Regions from separate parts of the Xenopus laevis genome. Here region 2 is linked to region 1. The links are chromatin contacts, called in public Hi-C maps. All regions are on one chromosome and are shown on one strand. The core of a region is the stretch at or near the end of the contact, and the rest is flanking DNA. Distances in the headings are between cores, read along the strand shown.

Region 1 (3,741 bases), core at 266-2,765:
TCATGATTTCATGATAAATGATAAAATTAGTGTCATATAGTAAAGCATCGATGAAGTCTTCTTATCAAATAGATCTTCATCCTCACCCAGAAAATATTGGGGCTTTGCCAGATGTAAGTTGTTGACAAACTGCAGTGGAAATTAATTTGGAAGAAGATGCTGAAGCTCTTAAAAATATGAGAAAAAAATAGCAATAACAGAATGAAGCATTTTAGTCTGTATCTAAAGAGGTTGTAAAAACAGGCAATGTGTTTCAACTGTGGCCATTTTTCTTACTTAACGCTTTATAGATAGCCCTCTAAATCACTAGGAAAAAATTCATCTGAAAATTGAATTTTGCTCCCAACTACAAAGTGTTACCTGAGACTTACCTGTCTCTCATATTTTTATATCTGATAGAAACACAGAGTAGCTCCCCATTAATAATTGCTAAAAGAAAGAGTTCTAGAATAGAGTATTAAATGGTATCTTTTGCTGGAGGATCTTTGTGGAAGTTAAAGGGATACTGTCATGGGGAAAAAAAATAATTTCAAAATTAATCAGTTAATAGTGCTGCTCCAGCAGAATTCTGCACTGAAATCCATTTCTCTAAAGAGCAAACAGATTTTTTTATGTTCGATTTTGAAATCCGACATGGGGCTAGACATATTGTCAATTTCCCAGCTGCCCCAAGTCATGTGACTTGTGCTCTGATAAACTTCAATCATTCTTTACTGCTGTACTGCAAGTTGGAGTGATATCACCCCCTCACTCCCCCCCCAGCAGCCAAACAAAAGAACAATGGGAAGGTAACCAGATAACAGCTCCCTAACACAAAGTAACAGCTGCCTGGTAGATCTAAGAACAACACTCAATAGTACAAACCCATGTCCCACTGAGACTCCTTCAGTTACATTGAGAAGGAAAATCAACAGCCTGCCAGAAAGCATTTCTCTCCTAAAGTGCAGGCACAAGTCACATGACCAGGGGCAGCTGGGAAACTGACAATATGTCTGGCCCAGTGTCAGATTTCAAAATGAAATATAAAAAAATCTGTTTGCTCTTTTGAGAAATGGATTTGAGTGCAGAATTCTGCTGGAGTAGCACTATTAACTGATGCGTTTTGAAAAAAACATGTTTTCCGATGACAGGATCCCTTTAAGGTGGCCAAACATGGCCTGGTTTATTGGCTGATTTGAGTAGTAGAAGTGATCTCCAACCAGTGGCTCATGAGCAACATTTTGCTCCCAAACACCTTGGATGTTGCTGCCAGTGGCCTCAAAGCAGGTGCTTATTTTTAAATTCCAGGCTTGGAGACAAGTTTTGGTTGTATAAAAACCAGCTGTACTGCCAAACAGAGTCTCCTGTAGGCTGTCAGTCCTTATAGCCAAATAGCCAATCAATGCCCTTACTTGCCACTCCCTGGGACTTTTGTCATGCGTGTTTTGTTCCCTAAATCTTTTTACAATTGAATGTGGCCAAAGCCTCTTTATGATGCATGTATAAGGCCTAAGGCCTGGGGGCTGAGATTGTTCAAAAGAGCTGGACTGGATGACTAGCTGTATGGCACAAAAGGAAAGGAGGACTAGAAAGAAGGACAGGGTCGGACTCAGCCGGCGGGACACCAGGGAAAAACCCTGTGGGCCCTGGCCCTGGTGGGCACCGTCGGCCCAGACTCGATCCCCAACGGCAATCCCCCAGGCTGCTGATCTCCCTCCCCTGACTCTCTGAAGGAAGGTTTAATTTACACTCATCTGAAAAAGCTGGAGGGCAGGTGGCGGCGGCCTCTGTAGGAAGGGGTGTAGGGGTGCTTGTTTGGTCTTGCACCCACCAGTCCGACCCTGAAGAAGGGGACAACAGAACAGATAAGAGAAGGAAAAGAAAATGATATACTAGGGGGAAGGAAGGGAGAAGAAGAAATAATAGCAGGGACAATAAAAGAGATACTGGAAAGTGTGATAAACAAGTGGAGTGTAGGAGGGAAATTGGGGGACCCGAAGGTGGGTGTAACAGTAGCTAGCAGTACATTTCTCTTAGGGAGCCCTCTCATGGCCTAAAATGTAACAAAATTGTAGCAATACTCTACTACCGGTATGAGACCTGTTATCCAGAATGCTTGGGACCTGGTGTTTTCCGGTTAAGGGATCTTTCCGTAATTTGGATCTCATACTTAATGGGGCAGATTTATCAAGGGTCAAAGTGAAAATTGGAAGTAAAAAAATGTGAATTTCGAGCTATTTTTGTGTACTTCGTTTCAAATTCAATCGAATGCGCTAAAACTTCGATACGAACAATTCGAATATGGCCTATTCACCAGAACACGGCCTATTCACCCGATTTTTTAAATAAATTTACATTGGTTTTTTTTTATTCGAATTTCAAAGTTATGGGAGTTAAAAAAAAACTTACTTGGGAAAGGCGCCGACCCCAACAACCTACACAAGGCCAGACTTATTTGGAGAGGCTGGGGGAACAGGAAGCTGGTTGATATGGAAGTTCAAAAAAACTTCCATTACTGGAAATTCGACTCTTGATAAATCTGCCCCTTATTCTATTAAAAAATCATGTAAATATTAAATAAAGCCAACAGGATTGTTTTGCCCCCAAATAAGGATTAATTATATCTTAATCGGGATCAAGTACAAGTTACTGTTTTATAATTACAGACAAAAAGGAAATCATTTTTAAAATTCTGAAATATGTGGTTAACATTGACTCTATGGGAAATGGCATTCCTGTAATTCAGAGCTTTATGGATAACAGGTTTCTGGATAACGAATCCCATACCTGTACACGTCACGGGCAGTTACCCATAGTCGGTGACTGGCTTTTATAAGTACTGGTGAAGATGTCTAAGCAACAAAGTTTGGGAGAGATACTAAAATAATTTTTTGAGAGACCCAGTAACCTCTATTTACAGCTCTACCAACAGGTGCGTGTATTCTGGATACTCATAAATAGCGATGAGCATAATTTATTCGCCAGGTGCAAATTCACTGTGAATTTGCTCGTTTTGCCGCCGGCCAATGACTTACTGAAGTCTTTTAGACGCCAGTGACGGTTCCGCCACCCATTTAGACGCCGGCGACAATAAATGGACGCCCAATGACTTTAATGGGCGCCAACGTCTACTTTGACTCCGGTGCCTATTTTGAAGCTGGCGAGTCAAAATCGATGTTTTGGGAATTGTTCGCCAGTTTTGCGAATTTCACTGGAAATACGTGAAATCCGTGGCGAAACAGGACAAATCCGCCCATTACTACATCAATCAATTATCACTATTCAAATGAATTACCCATTTAATTTCATGAATGTTTTTTTTTTCCAAAACATTGTTTCGTAAAGGAGGAAGTGGTCTCATAATGATATTCTCCCTGCTGTGTCTTTATTAGCAGAAGTAAATTTCAGAACAAATGAATGAGAGCCACCTTTAATATTTATAACGTACAATTACACTTGACACAAGTCCGGCCATTATCACCATGAGAACCTCGGTATAACAGACCTGCCTAATTATTATAATTAACGCAAGATTCCAAAATATAAATCAAATCAAATTTCCATGGTGATTAAATTAAATGTGTTGCTGTGAATCCAGGGGAGGAGCATCATTTGTCAAATTAAACATTACCTGCCACCTCTTCTTTAGTCATTAGTATAAATATCACCGAGACAAGCTGGAGGTTTGGCATCAGCATTCATACTTAGGGACTTGAACTGTGAAAAGTAGATTTATTTAGTACAAAGTAGGCAGTGATATTC
Region 2 (3,534 bases), core at 218-2,717, 140 kb after region 1:
ATGCATGGTTGCTAGGGGAATTTGGACCCTAGCAACCAGATAGCTGAAATTGCAAACTGGAAGCTCCTGAATAAAAAGCTAAATAACGCCAACACCACAAATAATAAAAAATGAAAACAATTGCAAATTGTCTCAGAATATCATTCTCTACATGATACTAAGAGTTAACTCAAAGGTGAACAACCCCTTTAAGTCAATTAAATCACAGGAGAATCAGCATTGACTGATCACTTAATGATTTTCCTGGTGAGTGCAACTGGTAATATGAGACTGGCTGCTGCTGCCTGAAGTTAACCCTCTCAGTGAAGAGGCGACAAGTGGTTAAGCCCAAGAGAAAACAGTGCTAAACACGACATCAGCAGCGCACAGGTTAAAAGTGAGGCTCTCACTCATCACTAATGACTTCCCTGCTGGGAGTAGTTAATACACCATGAGGCTGCAGGTGAACAAAGGGTTAAAGGGGTGGTTCATGTTCAAACTTACTTTTGTAGAGAGTGATATTCTAAGACCATTTGCAATTTGTTTTCATTTTTTTATTTGTGGCTTTTGAGTTATTTAGATTTTTATTAAGCGGCTCTCCAGTTTGCAATTTACGAAATCTGGTTGCTAGGGTCCAAATTCTCCTAGCAACCATGCACTGATGTGAATAAGAGACTGGAATATGAATAGGAGAGGCCTGAATAGAAAGATGAAGAATACAAAAGTAGCAATAAATATACATTTGTAGCCTTACAGAGCATTTGTTTTTTTTAGATGGGGTCAGTGACTCCATTTGAAAGCTGAAAAAAAGAAGAAAAAGGCAAATAATTCAAAAACCATAAAAAATAAAGACCAATTGAGAAGTGGCTTCGAATTAGCCATTCTATAACATACTGATAGTTAAGGTGAAGCGTCCCTTTAAGCAGAGCAGCCCACACCTGGAGAGAGAGGAAAGGAGCTGCTGGTTTGGGGGAGCCCATTGTACAAAAGTAGGGGGCACCCCTGTAGTATGAAAGTGAAAGGATTAGAGGCAGGAGAAGCGGGATGAGTTAAACAAAACACCTACAAGTGACACCACAACTGTTCCACCACAATATGACTCGACTATCCGACCCCTAAGCTCTGTAATGGTCTCGCCTGTCCCAAGCGGTGTCCAACCTGTTGCAGCACTACAACTCCCTGCAGCTTTCCCGCGAGTCGCAGCTGTGGGTCAGGTATCAGCTAAAGGGAATAGACTCACCGTTACAGCCAGCGAGCAGCACATTCCCAGCAAGCACAGGGCAGCCAGTAACTTGTCCATCGTATCAGTGTGCGCTGTCCCCTCGCTCTCTCTCTCTCTCTCACTCTGTGTGTGTCCCGGCAGCGCGTATGGAATGACTCCTCTCTCTCTTTCTTTCTCGCTCTCCTTGGGATGTGCGATCCTGCCCTGGGAAGGAGGGGGAGCCTCTAGGCAAGCGCCACCCCGCTCTGCCCAACAGCGACCCCAGCGCGCCACCTACAGGCCATTACACTGGTACTGCAAGAGACAAGCGCAGCACCTGGTGTCTTTACCTGCCGCGCTGTGTATGCTGGGATTTGTGTCTCCAGTGTAGCCCCGCCCATCTAACGCTACAATAGTGTATGGCTCTGAATTCTAATGCTGTATCCTTGCTATTAATGGGGTTAATCACTGTCAGGATAACTTCTAATATGTTATAGATTGGCTCCTTCTAAGCAACTTTTCAATTGGTCCTCATTTATTGTTTTTGAGTTATTTGCCGCCTTCTGACTCTTCCCAGCTTTTCACTCCCCACTGGGACCCCAAGCTCACTCCCCACTGGGACCCCAAGTTCACTCCCCACTGGGACCCCAAGCTCACTCCCCACTGGGACCCCAAGTTCACTCCCCACTGGGACCCCAAGTTCACTCCCCACTGGGACCCCAAGTTCACTCCCCACTGGGACCCCAAGTTCACTCGCCACTGGGACCCCAAGCTCACTCCCCACTCGGACCCCTATCTCACTCCCCACTGGGACCCCAAGTTCACTCCCCACTGGGACCCCAAGCTGACTCCCCACTGGGACCTTAAGTTCACTCCCCACTGGGACCCCAAGTTCACTCCCCACTGGGACCCCAAGCTCACTCCCCACTGGGACCTTAAGTTCACTCCCCACTGGGACCCCAAGCTCACTCCCCACTGGGACCCCAAGTTCACTCCCCACTGGGACCCCAAGCTCACTCCCCACTGGGACCCCAAGCTCACTCCCCACAGGGACCCCGAACTCACTCTCAACCCAGAGCCCCAGCCCCCACGCCACAGGGGCACAATTAGGGGGTACAGACGGTACTCCAGCCAGGGGCCCCATGAGACACAATACTGGGATTCATAGGTGATGGAGATGACCTGATATTTCTAGTGCTGGGAATTCTTTTTTTATTGGGGCCCCAAGTCAACAAGGAGCTAATACCTGGTGGGAGGGTGGTTGAGTTCCAATATTGGTTAGTGATGAGCGAATCTGTCCTGTTTAGTTTTTGCCGAAAAATCACATTAAAGTCAATAGGCGTTTTTTTCTTATGGTCATTTTTCTTGGGCGAATTTTTGCCACAGCAACTTTTCACTGCAGTTTCAAAATTTAGAATGTCGTTGTAAATCCATGGCTGGGGAATAAATTCGCTCATCACTACTGATGGTGGCCCTGAATACACATTTTCTGACAGATGAAGGGGCCAACTTGGTTATTTTAAATGTAGGATAAAGCAGTGCTGAAATGCTAAATAATAAAGGGGAAATGAAGCCTTTGAGTGAATAAAGAATGAATAACAGGGGAGCAGCGTGCAGCATTACTCAAGTACAAGTTGCAGCATGTGTCATATAGAAATGGTTCGACATGGAGGCTTTGTGTTTGATGACTATTGGGAGGGTGATCTGATCCAGAGGTGTCGCCCTGCAAGAATGTAAACCCATCTCTCATCAAGAACTATTAGACCTTTCACAATGTCTTTTATATTCAATTTACTGAGTGTAATGACTCCAAGTCACCGGTGAAATAATGATCCGATCCCGATGCTTGAAGATCAAGTCCAAGGAAACACTTTATCCATCAAGTGAAAGATTGATCTCTTTGTCTTTTGACAATTAACTGTCGCATACAAGAACCTAACCGCCTCCTAACAGCCATTTTCAATTCACTTGTAGGCTGGCACAGAAAACTGGACTTCACTCCAGAATAGGCAAATAAAAATTATTTTATTACGCAAAAAGGAACATCTCAGAGGGTGGCCTTACGTGTTTCGTGCCTTGTGTGCACTTAAGGTCCCCATAGAAGCAAAGATTTCTCTTGCCGAACGACCGATTTTAGGGAAACCCGACCAATCCTTCGAAATTATCGTGCGGTTAGTGGGATTCGAACGATCGTACATCTTACAATTTTTTGGCCGACATCTGTCAGGAAATTGATCGGCCAGGTCAAAAAATCTTTGTCGGTCCCAATGCAATCTATCTATGTTTGCAGGGCCAAGCAGGCAGCTCCCCTTTGTTTTCCTGGCAAATTGGTCTTTTTAGTTGATGGTAAATTC

The links. Hi-C and Micro-C count contacts between places; a contact is called where the count stands out from the background.
Region 2: a contact with region 1 is called in a Hi-C map of the XTC cell line, with 3 times the contacts expected there. The contact joins the promoter of sdc1.L here to the enhancer-like site in region 1. A contact is called at or near these places in 2 of 4 Hi-C or Micro-C datasets (the XL177 cell line and the XTC cell line).

Annotation. Positions count from the first base shown.
Region 1 is chr5L:154,456,871-154,460,611 of Xenopus_laevis_v10.1, forward strand. No RefSeq gene overlaps it. Among protein-coding and RNA genes, the nearest start is that of laptm4a.L, 28 kb to the left of the region's middle. Within about 2 kb of position 1,516, at least 2 of the 7 cell types and tissues checked have an H3K27ac peak or open chromatin away from gene starts, as enhancers often do.
Region 2 is chr5L:154,595,899-154,599,432 of Xenopus_laevis_v10.1, forward strand. sdc1.L (syndecan-3) reads right to left here and starts at 1,468. Exons shown (of 5, transcript XM_018264044.2): 1 at 1,220-1,468. The coding sequence starts at 1,279.